2 separate regions of the Sus scrofa genome follow, and region 1 is linked to region 2. A link is a contact called in public Hi-C data. All regions are on one chromosome and are shown on one strand. Each heading gives the region's core, a stretch centred on a gene start, on an enhancer-like site or on the middle of the called end of the contact. The rest is flanking DNA. Distances are from core to core; before and after follow the strand shown. Region 1 holds the start of GADD45B (growth arrest and DNA damage-inducible protein GADD45 beta). Region 2 overlaps GNG7 (guanine nucleotide-binding protein G(I)/G(S)/G(O) subunit gamma-7).

Region 1 (6,857 bases), core at 1,276-3,775, 51 kb before region 2:
TGCAGGGGTGGAGTTCCCGTCGTGGCACAGTGGTTAACGAATCCGACTAGGAACCATGAGGTTGCGGGTTTGTTCCCTGATCTTGCTCAGTGGGTTAAGGATCCAGCGTTGCCGTAAGCTGTGATGTAGGTTGCACACGCGACTCGGATCCGTGTTGCTGTGGCTCTGGCGTAGGCCGGTGGCTACGGCTCCGATTAGACCCCTAGCCTGGGAATCTCCATATGCCGCGGAAGTGGCCCTAGAAAAGGCAAAAAGACAAAAAAAAAAAAAAAAATTTGCAGGGGCGAGCTCCTGTTGTGGCTCATTGGAGATGAAACTGACTAGTATCCATGGGGACACAGGTTCAATCCCTGGCTCCTCGCTGTGGATTAAGGATCCAGCATTGCCATGAGCTGTGGTGTAGGACTGAGGCTACAGCTCCCATTCGATCCCTAGCCTGGAACCTCCATATGCCGCAGGTGCAGCCCTAGAAAAACAAAAAATTAAAAAAAAACTTTTTTGGCTTCACTCACAGCATGCAGAAGTTCCTGGGCCAGGGATCGAAACTGTGCCACAGCAGCGACACAAGCCACTACAGTGACAATGCCAGATCCTTAACCTAAGGAATCACCAGGGAACTACTAAACTTTGAGTTCAGAATTGTTGCTCAGTGGTGGGTTGAAAACCTGACATAGTGTTCATGAGGATGCATGTTCAATCCCTGGCCTTGCTCAATGGCTTAGACCCAGTATTACCACAAGCTATGGCATAGGTCACAGATGTGGCTTGAATCCTGAGTTGCTGTGGCTGTGGCTTGGCCAGCAGCTGCAACCTCAACTGGACCCCTAGCCTGGGAACCTTCTTATGCTGCAGTTAAGGCCATAAAAAAAAAAATTAAGGCACAACATTGTAAATCAACTGCAATCAACTACATTATTTGCTTATTTGACGACTGAGTTTTGTAGCATTCCCTTAAAATTTGTGCCTGAGGTGGTGGATGCTTCACTCTCCTCACCATACAACCTGCCCTGGTTCCGATAAAACTTTGTGGACAAAAACAAGTAATGCAACACAACAATTACTGGAAACCACCCCTATGCCCAACAACAGGTGAATTGGATAAACTAAATATGGTCTATCCATGCAATATATTAGTCAGCATTAAATTAAAAGGAGGAAATTCTTTTTTTTTTTTTTTTTTGCTTTTTTTTTTTTTTTGAGGGCCGCACCCGTGGCATATGGAAGTCCCTAGGCTAGGGGTCGAATCAGTTACAGCTACTGGCCCGTGCCACAGCCACAGCAAGCCAGGATCTGAGGCTCATCTGCAACCTACACCACAGCTCATGGCAACACAGGATTGTAAACCCACTGAGCAAGGCCAGAGCTCGAACTTGCATCCTCTTGGATCCTAACCAGGTTCGTTAACCACTGAGCCACGAATGGAACTCCCAAAAGTAGGAAATTCTGACGTATACATGGATGAGACTTGAAGACATTATGTTCAATAAAATAAGTCAGACACAAGAGGATGAATACACTATGATCCCATCTATGGGAGGTTCCTTTTTTACTATTATTAAAGTATACTTGATTTACAACATCTCTTCAATTTCTGTTGTACAACAAAGTGACCCAATCACACACAGTTTCCTGTGCTGTGCAGTAGGAGCCCATTGCTGGTCCATTCCAAATTTAACAGTTTGCATACAAAAACCCTGAGTGCCCGTCCATCCCACTCTCTTCCTCCTCCCTAAAGGATAAAATTCATAGAGACAAAGTATAATGGTAGGTGACAGGAGCTGGTGGTAGCTCATGTTTAACTCCCAGGAGTTTATGTTGGGAATGATAGAAAATTTTGAGGTCTAGATCACGGTGATTGTGACACAGCATTGTGAATATATTTAACACCACCAAACAGTATGCTTACAAATGGTCAAAATGATATATAGCACGCATATTTTACCATAAAAAAAAAAAAACAACAGGGGGGGAGTTCCCGGTGTGATGCAGCAGAAACGACTCCAACTAAGAACCACGAGGTTGTCGGTTCCATCCCTCAGCCTCACTTTGTGGGTTAAGGATCCGGCATTGCCGTGAGCTGTGGTGGAGGTCGCAGACACTGCTCGGATCCTGCGTTGCTGTGGCGTAGGCCAGCAGCTGCAGCTCTGATTCAACTCCTAGCCTGGGAACTTCCATATGCCGCGGGTGTGGCCCTAAGAACAAAAACAAACGAAAAACAAAACTCGCAGCCCTGGGCAGTAGTTTACTTGATTTTTCAAAAAATTGCATCTATAAACTTATTAAATACATGTTGCACATATAAAATACTGTGTATACAAAATACTGCCGCTGTTACCTCAGTCCTCCTCCTCACCCGGCCCCCGCCGGTCTGTCCCTTCCGGCGCTGCGGGCCGCAGGGACCTCGTATGGCCGCCAGGTGGCGCCAACTCGCCTTACAGCGCCCAGAACATTTCGCGCCCCCACGGTGGGCGGCGCGGAGGCGGCGGGATGCGTCAGCTCGACCGCTGGCCGAGGAGCTGGGGGAACCGAGCGGCGGGGCAGAGACCAGACCCCAGGCTGGCGGGGGAGGGGGCGCAGCTGTGAGTCACCCGGGAGCCCCTGATCGACCGTGGGAGAAAGTCCTACGCGGGCCTGCCCGCCTGGCTCGTGAACTGCTTTCCCGGGGAGAGGGCGAGGCTGGCGGCAGTCCCAGAGTGCGGCCGTGCCTGGCGCACAAGTGTGGTTCCAGTACGAATTAACCCGTAGCTTGAGGGAGTGGAAGCCTCACGAAGCCTCAGTTTCCTCTTCTACATCATGCAGATAAGCATAGCCCTTGCTTCCTAGGTTCTTGGGGATTAAGAGATAAGGCAAGTGATAGGGGGAGCCTGATACACAGTACTCTCAATACACTCAGCGCCCTCTCCGGAGGGAGGAAGTAAAAGTGGCGAGCATCGCGGGAAGCGTGCCAAGGTGGCAGCACGCAACGCCTGCAAAAATGTTTTCCCTCGATCTCTCTCCGGCCTCTAATTCCCCCACTGTCAGGTGAGGCGCGGAGGTGCAAACAACCCAAAGTGAGGCGCCAGCAGGGGGCGCGGAACCTGCGAGGCGGAGCCACCTGCACCTCCCACGCTCGCCCCACCCTGAAACTCGCGGCGGGTGGGGAGGGGGCATCGCGTCTCGGTCCTAGGCTTTGCAACCCTTGCTTCTGGGTACCTCGAGGCGGCCTCTTACGACTACCAGGTCGTAACTGACTCTACGGAGTGCGTACTGTGTACCTCCCTATTAAAGTCAAGGCTTCCTGCAACCCAATGAGGACAGTGTGCATTGTCATAGGACAGGTGGGGACTCAGGCCGCCTTCGCAGCCCCCAACTTTGGAGACCTGGAGGCAGTCTCCCGCAACCATCACCGCTTGCTTGTTATTCGCTTACTGCGTACTCCTAATTTTATTTTGCACTCCTGCAACCCAAGGAGGCCAGCGCTGCATTCCCATTAGACAAGGGCCCAGAAAGTTAAGTCACCCTGGGTCTGGGGTCCCTGCAGCCTGGGGAGATCCCGGAAACCATCACTAGAAAGGATCAGGCTGCAAACAGTGCTCTCTCCCCATGCAAAACCCCAGCAGGACTTGGAAAGGTGCAGGCCGGGGACTCTCCGAGGACGGGGAGGGGATTCCAGGCCCCCCCGAAAGTCAGGGCCGCCTGGCGCGCTGGAAATCCCGCGCGCGCCCCGAAACGCGGCTCGGCTGCCGGGAAATCAGGAGAAAACTTCTGCTTTTTTTTTTTTCTGGCACTCAAACTCCCCGCTCCCCCCCTCGCGCCCTCCTCCCAGCTCTCGCCCCCACGTGGGGCGCCCCCGCACGGCGCCCCGCCCTCTTCCCACCGCCAGCCAACCGCGGCGCCTGTTTCTCTCGCCTTTGTTTTTCCTCCAATAGGAAGAGAAGACGGTCCACCGGGGCCACGCCCCTATTGTACAGTCTATAAGTGGCGGTGCCCGCGGCCGCGGGTTCAGATTATTGAAGCTGAGGACTCGCGCTGTTAGCGGTCGCTTCCTGGATTATTTTTTGCTGAGGTATTTGCAATCTTTTTCGTTTTTTGTGGAGAGGATTTCGCTGCGATCTGAAGGTCTAGACGAACGCTCGGGCTCCGTGGGAAGGCTTTGGGCTCTCCGGCCTCGGATTTTTCATTTTCATCCTTGGAACTGTCGTGTGGCTGTTTTCCACTGTGGATTATAACTGCAACATGACACTGGAAGAGCTCGTGGCATGCGACAACGCGGCGCAAAAGTAAGTAACCGGGGCCCCGCCGCCTGAGGTCGGCCGGGCCGGGCGGGGACCGGAGTACCCGGTGGCCGATCCGGCGCTGACCCCCATCTTCCTTGGCTCCAGGATGCAGACGGTGAGCGCCGCGGTGGAGGAGCTGCTGGTGGCCGCGCAGCGCCAGGACCGCCTCACCGTGGGGGTGTACGAGTCGGCCAAGCTGATGAATGTGTGAGTCAGACCCCGTCCCCGGGATGGGCGCGGGTGGGGACTCCCTTCGCTTTGCACGATCCTTGCTGCGCCCCTCTCTTGCATGGGGCTGGGACATCTCCATGTGTCCCTACTGTGGGTTGAGGGCCTTTCTGCTTTCTGAGTGGGGAGGCTGCAGTATCCCGGTGCTGCATCATGTGTAAGCAACCTCCCCATCAATATCCCTGCCTTACCTCCCCCCGCCCCCGCCCAGAACCTTGAACCGAACATCACCTCCATCCCACCGTCTGCAGGCATACACGATTCCCGGCAACCTGCGGTGTCTTTGCTTTTGCAAACTCCGCGCTGCGCGGTGGCCCCTCCCCAGTCCCCAGCTGACCCATCGCCCTCCTCTGGCCCCTCAGGGACCCTGACAGCGTTGTCCTGTGCCTCCTGGCCATTGACGAGGAGGAAGAGGATGACATCGCCCTGCAGATCCACTTCACCCTCATCCAGTCGTTTTGCTGTGACAACGATATCGATATCGTGCGGGTGTCAGGAATGCAGCGACTGGCACAGCTGCTGGGCGAGCCGGCCGAGACCCAGGGCACCACTGAGGCCCGGGACCTGCACTGCCTCCTGGTCACGGTGAGCTGGGCCTCCGCCCTGCCCCGCCCCACCCGCACCTGGGCCGGTGTTTGTCAACAAAGCCGAGCTGACCGGTCTGCACCAGCTCAGCGCTCAGCCACGTTAGGCATGTCCCGTGGGCAGCCCGCTGGCCTTAGGGCCTCATCACCCAGCGAGCTATTTTGAGCCAGCTTGTTTTCCCCAAAGGGGCCCTGGGAGGGGGAGGTTCCCCACCCCCTTCTGGAGCTCCCACTGAACCCGGTCTTCTCCTCCCACAGAACCCTCACACAGATGCCTGGAAAAGCCACGGCCTGGTGGAGGTAGCCAGTTACTGCGAAGAGAGCCGGGGGAACAACCAGTGGGTCCCCTGCATCTCCCTCCAGGAACGCTGAGACCCTTCTGGTCAGAACCTGTTGCTGCCAAAAAATAAAACAAAATAAATATTTGACACCCCTCCCCCCAGAACAACCCCCCAAAACAACCCAACCCATGAGACCATCGGGGGCAGGATCACTGGAGACTGAAGACAGGAGAGGGGAGTGCGCAGCGGTGCCCAGCCTGGAGCAGCACGCCAGAAGTGGCCACCGTGTGAGGAGAAGATGGGACCCAGGCCAGCAGGAGAGGGGACCCCGGAGCTCGGGCCTGGTGACAGAGCAGAAGCTGCGGTGGGGGAGCTGCTGCCTCCCTCACAGTGGAGGGCCTGGACTCCACATTCCGGGAGTGGGGTGAGACTGCACCCCCATCCTTCTTGAGACGGGAGCTGTCATCTGCAGATGGGCCTTGCTTGGCAGAGGGTCTGCACCCTGGCCAGGACTTAGACTTTGGGACTTGGGAGCAGGGGCTGAATTTGCTCTGTACCCAGGAACTCCCAGTTTGCAAACTAAATAGACAATCTATTTTGTTACTTGCACTTGCTACTTGAACCACTGAAAGAGAGATGGGAGGCTTACAGATACATATATTTTTACTTCTACTATGACGGCCTTGTAATAAATTTCTAAAGCTTCTGGGTTCTTGCATACTTGTGCCCCGGCCTCAGGGAGCTACTGGGACCCCTCTGCCCCACCTCCCGCTGGCACTCCAGCAGCGCTACCCCTGCCCACCCACCCCCTCTGCAGGCTCACCAGGAAGTGTTACTTAAGTCCGAGTTAGCTGCTCCAGGCTCCTTGCAAAAACAGTGCCTCTTCTCTCTGCAGCCGGCGCCACCCAGGTCCAACAAATCTTTGACTCTTTTTTTTTTTCTTTTCCCCTCCTCCTGCCCCATAGCAATTAAAAGACCGGTTTATTACGAAACCTGGCCGCCGTGCCTCTGCTGTTACTGGCTGTTCTGGAGCCAACCCCAAACTCTGGGCACATATAGATGCACCCCTAGGGGGCTGGCCGCGGCCCCTGGCTGTCCAGCCGGCAACGTAGCCCAGGTCCTTAGAGGTCAAGGGGGCACCTGCGGCCACACTGCTAGGGGGGCTGGGAGCTCAGAGCTGCCTCTGGGCTTGCGCTTTGCAGGAAGTTTTGGGGATCACCCCCCAAGGGCACCCCCCGACACCCAGGTCTTCCTTCTCCCAGGATGGGCCTCTTCACTGCACTAAAGAAAAAAAGAATTTTTCTTCTCTCCCCAAACCGAAATCAACAAGCAGAAAAATATCCCAAGGAAGTCGTGCTGATGGCCCAGTTGGGCTTGGCACGCTGCTCTAAACCGAAACTGAGGCCTGGCCGGCCACCTCCCTGGTCTCCCCAAGTCGCAGGCGTGGCGTCGCCCCCCGCCCAGCGCTGGGAGCTGGGATCGCGGCCCACTCCCTAATTCCGGCCTCA
Region 2 (7,513 bases), core at 314-2,813:
GAAGCCACGGCTGCACCTCTTCCCCCAGGGAGGTTCTAGGCAAGACCTAGACTAACTGCTCCGTTCATGGAAAAGCGGGTCACGTAGTGCTGGAGGATTGAAAACAGGGGGTTCAGGACTCTGTTCTCCCCCTAGCCCGCTGCTCCTCTGTTCTGCATCTCAGAGATACAACGACTAGAAGCAGCATGAGCTACCAGGCCTGGGATGAGGTGAGGTGGGAGCCCTGGCTCTCAGAGAGAGAGAATGTCCCCAAAAGGCCACCTACTGTCCTGAGGAGGATGAACTAGTCCAGGGTCTGTCCTCCCCCTGTCCCCCTACAGCCCTGCTGACACTGGTGCAGGTCATTCACTGTGGGAGGCAGAGCAGCATCCCTGCCCTCCCCACACCAGAAACCCCTTAGCTGTGACAACCACAGGTGTCCCCAGACATAGCCCCATGTCTCCAGGGGGCAGGACCACCCCTCCAGTTGAGAAGCACTGGATTAGAATCCCTTGACAGAGCCCTCATGTCAATGCCTCTGTCCTGAATTTTGCCATTAATGACAACAGGGAGGCTCATGAGACATGGGAATGAAGGTTTTATTTCTGGGGTGTGGTGCTGGTTTCAGGGCCTACCCTGAGTCAGGGCTAATGCCCCCCCCCCCACCTGTGACCTGGAGTGACCCCCCTGGGCCGCACCTGGGGGACTGGCTGGCAATTATGAAGCCTTTGTCACACACCCCACCTTCACCAGCAACCTAGCAAGGGCCTCGTGGGGTCTGTCCACACCTCTACGATGACGCCCAGTGACCTTGTGCCATCCCCTCTCTAAGTGTGCAGCACCCGAGAATACTAGGGGACATGGCTCTGGGGCCACCTTGTGTCCATGATAGGGGCTGTCCTTGGTGGGCCTACTCTAATCAGGGGAACAAGGGTGAAAGGGATCCCACATGAGGGAGAGCCCTTGTTGCCAGCTCTGACGATGGAGGTGGCTAGGTGACAAGAAATGGAGGAGGTTGCAAGGGAAGGGGAAGCCCAGTGCTATGGCTGCAAGGAACTGAATTCTGGAACAACCAAAATGAGCTCCAGATGAGGCTTTCAACTGCAGCCTGGTGAGGCCCTGAGCAGAGAGGGTGGCCATACCTCGGCCTGACCACTGACTCCCAGAACCATAAGCTGGACTCGATAGCTTGTTAGGTGGCCTGGAGAGCTGATGTGCTGGCCAGGGGGGCCTGAGAGGGGTCTTCTGACTGTCAGCCTGCTTTTTTCTAGCACTTTCTGTGCTAGATGCTGGTTGTGGGGCTGGCATCCACTCTTCCCGCTGGGCATGGACAGGACACTGAGCGGCTGCCCTTCTCTTTTGCACCAGCCCTGAGGCGCAGGTAAAGTGTGCAAACCAGAGGTATTCCTGGCGGCTTCTCCATCAGCAGGCCACCCTGCTCCAGGACATGAGCACCACATGCATGTCATCTCCTGATGGCACAGGAAGTCGGCCTTGGTGAATCCCAGCTCAGAGCCTGGCTGCTTCCAGGCAGTTCTGAAATCCTCCTCCCAGCCTCCTCATCCAGGCAGCTGGGGCTCGTATGGCCAGTGAGCTGGGTGAGTCAGAACCTGAGGAAGGTGGCCTTGTGGAAGGAGGCGGTGTTGGGCAGCAGGAGCCAGTGTCCCTGTTGTCCCCAGCCTTGTCCTGGGCCTGCAGAGCTCTGCTTTCGGGAAGGGGTGGGGGTGTGTGTGTGGAGGGGAGGCAGGCAGGCGGCAGAGACTGCTTGTCCTCGGAGAGAACAGAAACAGCCTTCATTTTGCTTTAAAACTTCCGGAACCGGTAGCTTTACAGCTCACCGAGCTTCTGAATTCTTTCCTCCCAGGGCCCGGCAGTCTGACCCTCATCCCCGCCTGACATTAAAGAGGAAGGAAAAAACACAAAACCCTCCCAAACACAAACCTCCAGCCAGATTTGACAGGAGGACAAACAAAGCAGGGGTGGGAAAGCAGGCTCTTCCCCACCGGGGCTAAAGAACTGCTCCCGCTCCCGGTACACTGCGTTCAGAAGCAGAGGAGGCGGGCGGGCTGCTGTGTTAAAGAGGAAAAAAAATCCCAAAGCAAAACAGAATGAGATGAGGTTTGGGAAAGCAGGCTCCGGGCTTCTGCTGAGAATAAGCCACCCTCTTGCAGGGCTGGGGAGCTGGCTGGCTGATGGCTGCACCAGTGTGCACCGTCATGGCTGTGGACCTTTTCTTTTCTTTCTTTTCTCTTTTCTTTCTTTCTTTCTTTCTTTTTTTTTTTTTTTTTGGTCTTTTTGTCTCTGTTGTTGTTGTTGTTGTTGCTATTTCTTGGGCCGCTCCCGTGGCATATGGAGGTTCCCAGGCTAGGGGTCGAATCGGAGCTGTAGCCACTGGCCTACGCCAGAGCCACAGCAACTCGGGATCCGAGCCACGTCTGCAACCTACACCACAGCTCACGGCAATGCTGGATCCTTAACCCACTGAGCAAGGGCAGGGATCGAACCCTCAACCTCATGGTTCCTAGGCGGATTCGTTAACCACTGCGCCACAAAAGGAACTCCCTTTTCTTTCTTTCTTTCTTTCTTTCTTTCTTTCTTTCTTTCTTTCTTTCTTTCTTTCTTTCTTTCTTTCTTTCTTTCTTTCTTTCTTTCTTTCTCTCTTTCTCTCTTTCTCTCTCTCTTTCTCTCTTTCTTTCTTTTTTTGCCTTTTAAGGCCGAACCCGTGACATATGGAGGTTCCCAAGCTAGGGGTTGAATCGGAGCTGTAGCCACCAGCCTACGCCACAGTCACAGCAATGCCAGATCCAAGCCGTGTCTGCAACCTACACCACAGCTCACTGCAACACTGGATCCTTAACCCACAGAGTGAGGCCAGGGATCGAACTCACGTCCTCATGGATGCTAGTCAGGTTCATTAACTGCTGAGCCATGACGGGAACTCCATGGCTGTGGATTTCTTGCAGAGAACAACCTGGCACCAGTGTCTGTGGTGCTGAGGGGGGAGCCCTGGTCTAAGCTCTGCAGAGATGCACGCACATTGTATGTTAGGGTGATCAGCTCAGAGGGAGGGGCAGGTGCCTTGCAGGGTCCTCAGCAGCTGGGGTGGGATGGTCTCCTGGTCTTGCCCCTGGCCCCAAGCAGGGTCACACAGAGAGGGGACCTGTGAAGGGCCACTCCCACCACACTGGCATTGGGACTTTACTACAAAGGAGACAAAATCTCTTACAGCCCCCCAGAAGCCAGGAGCCGAGCTACCCCCTACCCCCAGCCAGGGCTGGCTCTGGGCTCCCAGCTCTGGGCCTGAGCTTCTCCAGGGTCAAGGTCACCCTGGCCTGGCGTGGAGAGGGCTGGCCATGTAAGGGCCTTCTGTGACCTTGTGCATCGTGACCTTTGGTGGGATGCGGGGGCTGTGAAAGACCAGTTGGGTCTTTGCCAGGCAGACGTTTCCCAACAGAAGGCGCGTACCCCCTAGAGACCAGCGTCTTGTGACTCCCTGTCAGCTGGTCCTTTTGTACACGGGCTAAATTGGGTCCCCGGGCAGCTATATTTAGAAAAGGCTAGGAAAAAAAAAAAAAAAAAAGAATGAATGAGATGCCCACAAGCGAGGGGAAAACAGAGCTGCAGGGCAAGTGGCCGCCCTCGACTGAAGCCCGGAGGCGGGAGGACAATGAGCCGCGGTGACAGAGGGTGACAGTGCAGCTGATGCAGGAGCAGAAGAAAGGGCCCTCTCTGTCCACCCAGAGGATGACTGTAGTCATGTGAGGGTGTGCAAGCTGGGAACCAGGCCGGGCCAGTGCGCTGAGTGCCCGTGGATCAGGTCACCCCTGTTCTCAGCTTCCCGGCACCAAGGAAATGCCGTCACCCTGGCCCCGTGAGGGTGTAGCTCAGAGCTAAAGGGCAGGAGGCTGTGAGAGAGGGAGGGCAGGTCCAGGCCTTCCCACCTGGGCCTGGACAAACTCCTACACATCCTGCAAAACCCTGTGAAGTGTCACCCCCTCTGAGAAGCTCCTGGTCCACTGTCTGTGCACAGGCCGCATCAGAATCCTTCCTTGGGGTATCCCACAGCTCCCCGGACCTTCCTTGGGCTGCATTTCCTGTGGCCACCAATTCCCACAAATCTGGTGGCTCAAAACCACACATTGATTATTTCACAGCCCTGAGGACAGGAGTCTGACTCCGGCCTCATGGGGCTAAACCCAGGTGTGGGCAGGGCCGATCTCTCTGGAGACTCCAAGGAAGAGTTGGTTTCTGCCTCTTTCAGCTTCTAGAGGTGCTGCATCCCTTCTTCCATCCTCACAGCCAGCAGCGCAGCATCTCCTGTCTCTCTCTGCCTCTGATCCTCCTGCCTCCCTCTTATGAGGACCTTGTGACGACACTGGGCCCCGGGGGAATCCAGGATCACCCCCATCTCAGAGGCCTTCACTTAACCCCCTCTGAAGAGTCCCTCTGCCACATGAGGTCACACGTCCAAGCACCTGGAAGTAGAGAATGTGGGCATCTTTGGGGGCTGCAGCTGGAAGCTGAGCACCAAGGGACCATCTGGATGGGAGGGTTTGGTTACAGCAGTTCAGGGCGTTTACAAAGGAGGCTCCTTCCAGGAATTCACTCTGTCCCCAGGATGAATCGCTTTCCAAGGATAGGCCTCCCAGGGGCAGAGGACCTGGCCACACTTGAAGTCCATGGTGGATGCCACTGGTAGGCATGTGCCTGGGATGGCGCACTCTGCAGATCAGGTGCAGTGCTGCTGAGGACGGACCTCGGGCCTGGGTCACAGGCTCTAGCTTCTTGCTCTGAGCTCTGGGTCACTGGCCAAGATGGCAGCACCAGTGTGACCAGTGGTTCCTGAGCATTGCTGTTCCACCTTGATGTTGTTAAAAAGAGCTGGAACCAAACAGACCCAGAGAGGCTCTCCCCAGGGGCTAGCTAGAGTAGGGACATTTTTCATGTTAAAAAAAGAGGGCCAACAGTATAATTACTTGAACAACTTTAGAGAGCTGCCTGGTGTGGGGAGCCAGACTCTAGAGCAGAGGGGGCACTGGTGAAATCTAGGGACATCTGTGGTCTTCCCAGCAGGGGGAGGCTCCTGGCATGGAGGGGGTGGGGCTAAGGGTGCTGCCCGATACCCTGCAGTGCCCAGGATGGCCCCCCACAGAGGACGGCTGGGCTGTGTCAGTGGTTTGGGGCGGGGAGGGGGGACCCCCGCCCAGGGTCCTCTTTCCTGTGAAATGTATACATTGTTTTGGCTCCATCAGTTTCAAGGGAGAAGCCCGGGTGAGCCAAGGCCACTGCTGTGGCTCCTGGGGCACCTGCTGTAGGCTCAGGCCACGCATCATTAGTGTTAAAACTCCTGAGGGGCCCCAGATGCTCACCAGGTGTGGACACAGGGGTTTGCGGTCAAAGCTCAGGATGTCCTGCGCTGCAGCAAAGCATCAAAATTTCTGGATGGAAACCTGGCTTGGCGCTGACCTTTGTGTGTCCTGGCTGGAAGCCTGACCTTCAAGCCCAGCACCGAGGGGTGGGAGATGGAGGGGGGCAGAGAAGCAGCAGTCTTGTCTGAGATGCAGGTTTTAGCCTCAACAAAAGTGCTGCTGGGCTGCATCCTCATAGGACATGGAAGGGGAGCACGTGTGGAACTGTGGTGTCTCCTGTGGAATCTTCCAGAGGCCAACTGCAGAACTACTGCTCCTGGTGATCCAGGGTGCCCTGAGCCCCCTGATTGGTTGGGAAGGAGGGATGTCAGGGCCCGGGTTCTCGAGGGGGTGCAGAAAGCCCCCGGCCAGAGTGAGTTAATCTTGGCTTCCAGCGGCCTCTGCCCCAAGATGAGGTTTCGCTGACCCGCCCGGAATGTCTAACAATGAGACTGAGTGTCTGGTTCAGCTCACGCTGACATCTCCTTTCTCGTCCATCCAAATTCCATTACGCCTTTTCTTGTTAATGCAGAAACGCAGCCAAGCCCGGCTGCCCGGGAAGCACCAAGGTCTCCTGCTGCTCTCGCCAGAAAGGGGAGCCATGGCTGGGGGGCTGGGTGCCTGGCTCTCAGGGTCCCTGAAGGACTTAGGAGAGGTGGCTTGGGCTGGCACCGCACATTAGGAAGTCTCTAATGCATGGGCCCTGTGGGGTCCTCACAGGACTCTGCGTTCTCAGAGAGCCAGGCAGAGCTGCCAGACCTCTGCCCCTGCCCTGGAGCCCCTCCTTGCTGGCCGGATGAAGCCCACATGCAAGGAGCAGTAGGTGACCTGTAGCAGCTGCTGGCAGCCTCCAGCTGAAAGGCAGCAGGCACCCAGGACCCAGTGCCTAAGGTAACAGCCTCGAGGTAACAAATTCTGCCTATACCTCAGGGACCCTGGAGCAGAGTCTCCCCCAGGTGAGCTTCTGGGCAAGAACATGGCCTGGTGGCCTGGTGGGACATGGAGCAGAGGACACAGTTAGGCTGTGCCTGGACCACTGACTCGCTGTGAGATGATGAGTGGGTGGAGCTTGGGATAGTTTGTTATGCAGCATCACTAACTAATACAGCAGAGGGGCATGACCTGCAGAGAGGACCCAAGCCTGCAGGAGATGGACGGGGATGTGGCCTGATAGGGCCTGCCAGGACGCTCCCTCATTCTTCCCACCAGTGTCATGTCACTTGGGCCTGCCACTCCTGAATTAAGTTATGCGACTGTAAAAAGAGTATTAATAGAAAATACAACACTGATGTAAAAGACATAATAACATCTCCCTCCTGACTCCAAAGTCTTTGACTAGAATGACTGCTCTAGGAAGGTACAGTGTATGTCCTGCTTGGAGAAGCCAGTCCCAAGCCACGCAGCTGGGGAATGATAGGGCCAGGAGGCAGCCAGCTGTGGCTCCCCAGTCATGTCAGGGAAGGGGCTACATCAGGGAAAGAGATTTGCTGATCTATCAATTCCAAGCCAAAGAGCCTTTTTTTTTTTTTTTTCTTTAGGGGCCACACCTGCAGCATATGGAAGTTCCCAGGCTAGGGGTCGAGTCAGAGCCAGCCTATGCCACAGCCACAGCAACACCAGATCTGGGCCCCATCTGCGACCTATGCCACACCTTGCGGCAATGCCTGACTCTTAACCCACTGAGCGAGGCCAGGGATCGAACCCACATCTTCATGGATACCAGTAGGGTTCTTAACCCTCTGAGCCACAACAGGAACTCCAAAGAGCCACTTTGAAAGGAAAGCATTCATCACCAGCCACACTCCTTGGCGCCTTTTCAAACAAGTCACCTGGAACCCCACTTGCAAAAGCCCAGGACTTTCCCACCTCATCAGAGCCCCGTCTCCTCCCTCGCTGTCTGTGCCTTCACCACCTACTGCAGATGTGCCTAAGTGCACCCACTTACACCCAGATGGGTCCCATGCCAGGCATGGCAGGGACGATGCCTCTGTCACGGCAACCACCTGCTGAGATAGAGCCTAGGTCTCCATTCCTGTTTTGCACTCTTCCCTGCTAGACACTTGCAAACATCTGTCCCCGTTACCCTGGCATAGCCCGGGGATGTTGGGAACACAGGAAAGAAAACA

Evidence for each region. Hi-C and Micro-C count contacts between places; a contact is called where the count stands out from the background.
Region 1: a contact with region 2 is called in a Hi-C map of retroperitoneal adipose tissue, with 2.2 times the contacts expected there. The contact joins the promoter of GADD45B here to the enhancer-like site in region 2. A contact is called at or near these places in 1 of 5 promoter capture datasets (liver), 13 of 47 Hi-C or Micro-C datasets (alveolar macrophages, embryonic fibroblasts, epiblast stem cells and 6 more) and 1 of 2 datasets of contacts at active chromatin or transcription factors (skeletal muscle).

What each region holds. Positions count from the first base shown.
Region 1 is chr2:76,107,126-76,113,982 of Sscrofa11.1, reverse strand. GADD45B (growth arrest and DNA damage-inducible protein GADD45 beta) reads left to right here and starts at 2,525. Exons shown (of 5, transcript XM_005654701.2): 1 at 2,525-3,021; 2 at 3,909-4,259; 3 at 4,362-4,463; 4 at 4,847-5,069; 5 at 5,327-6,055. The coding sequence starts at 4,216. The coding sequence ends at 5,440.
Region 2 is chr2:76,054,976-76,062,488 of Sscrofa11.1, reverse strand. All of the region lies in intron 4 of GNG7 (guanine nucleotide-binding protein G(I)/G(S)/G(O) subunit gamma-7), which reads right to left. Among named protein-coding and RNA genes, the nearest start is that of GADD45B, 53 kb to the left of the region's middle. Within about 2 kb of position 1,563, at least 20 of the 83 cell types and tissues checked have an H3K27ac peak or open chromatin away from gene starts, as enhancers often do. A contact at or near this core is called in omental adipose tissue and retroperitoneal adipose tissue, where this site is marked.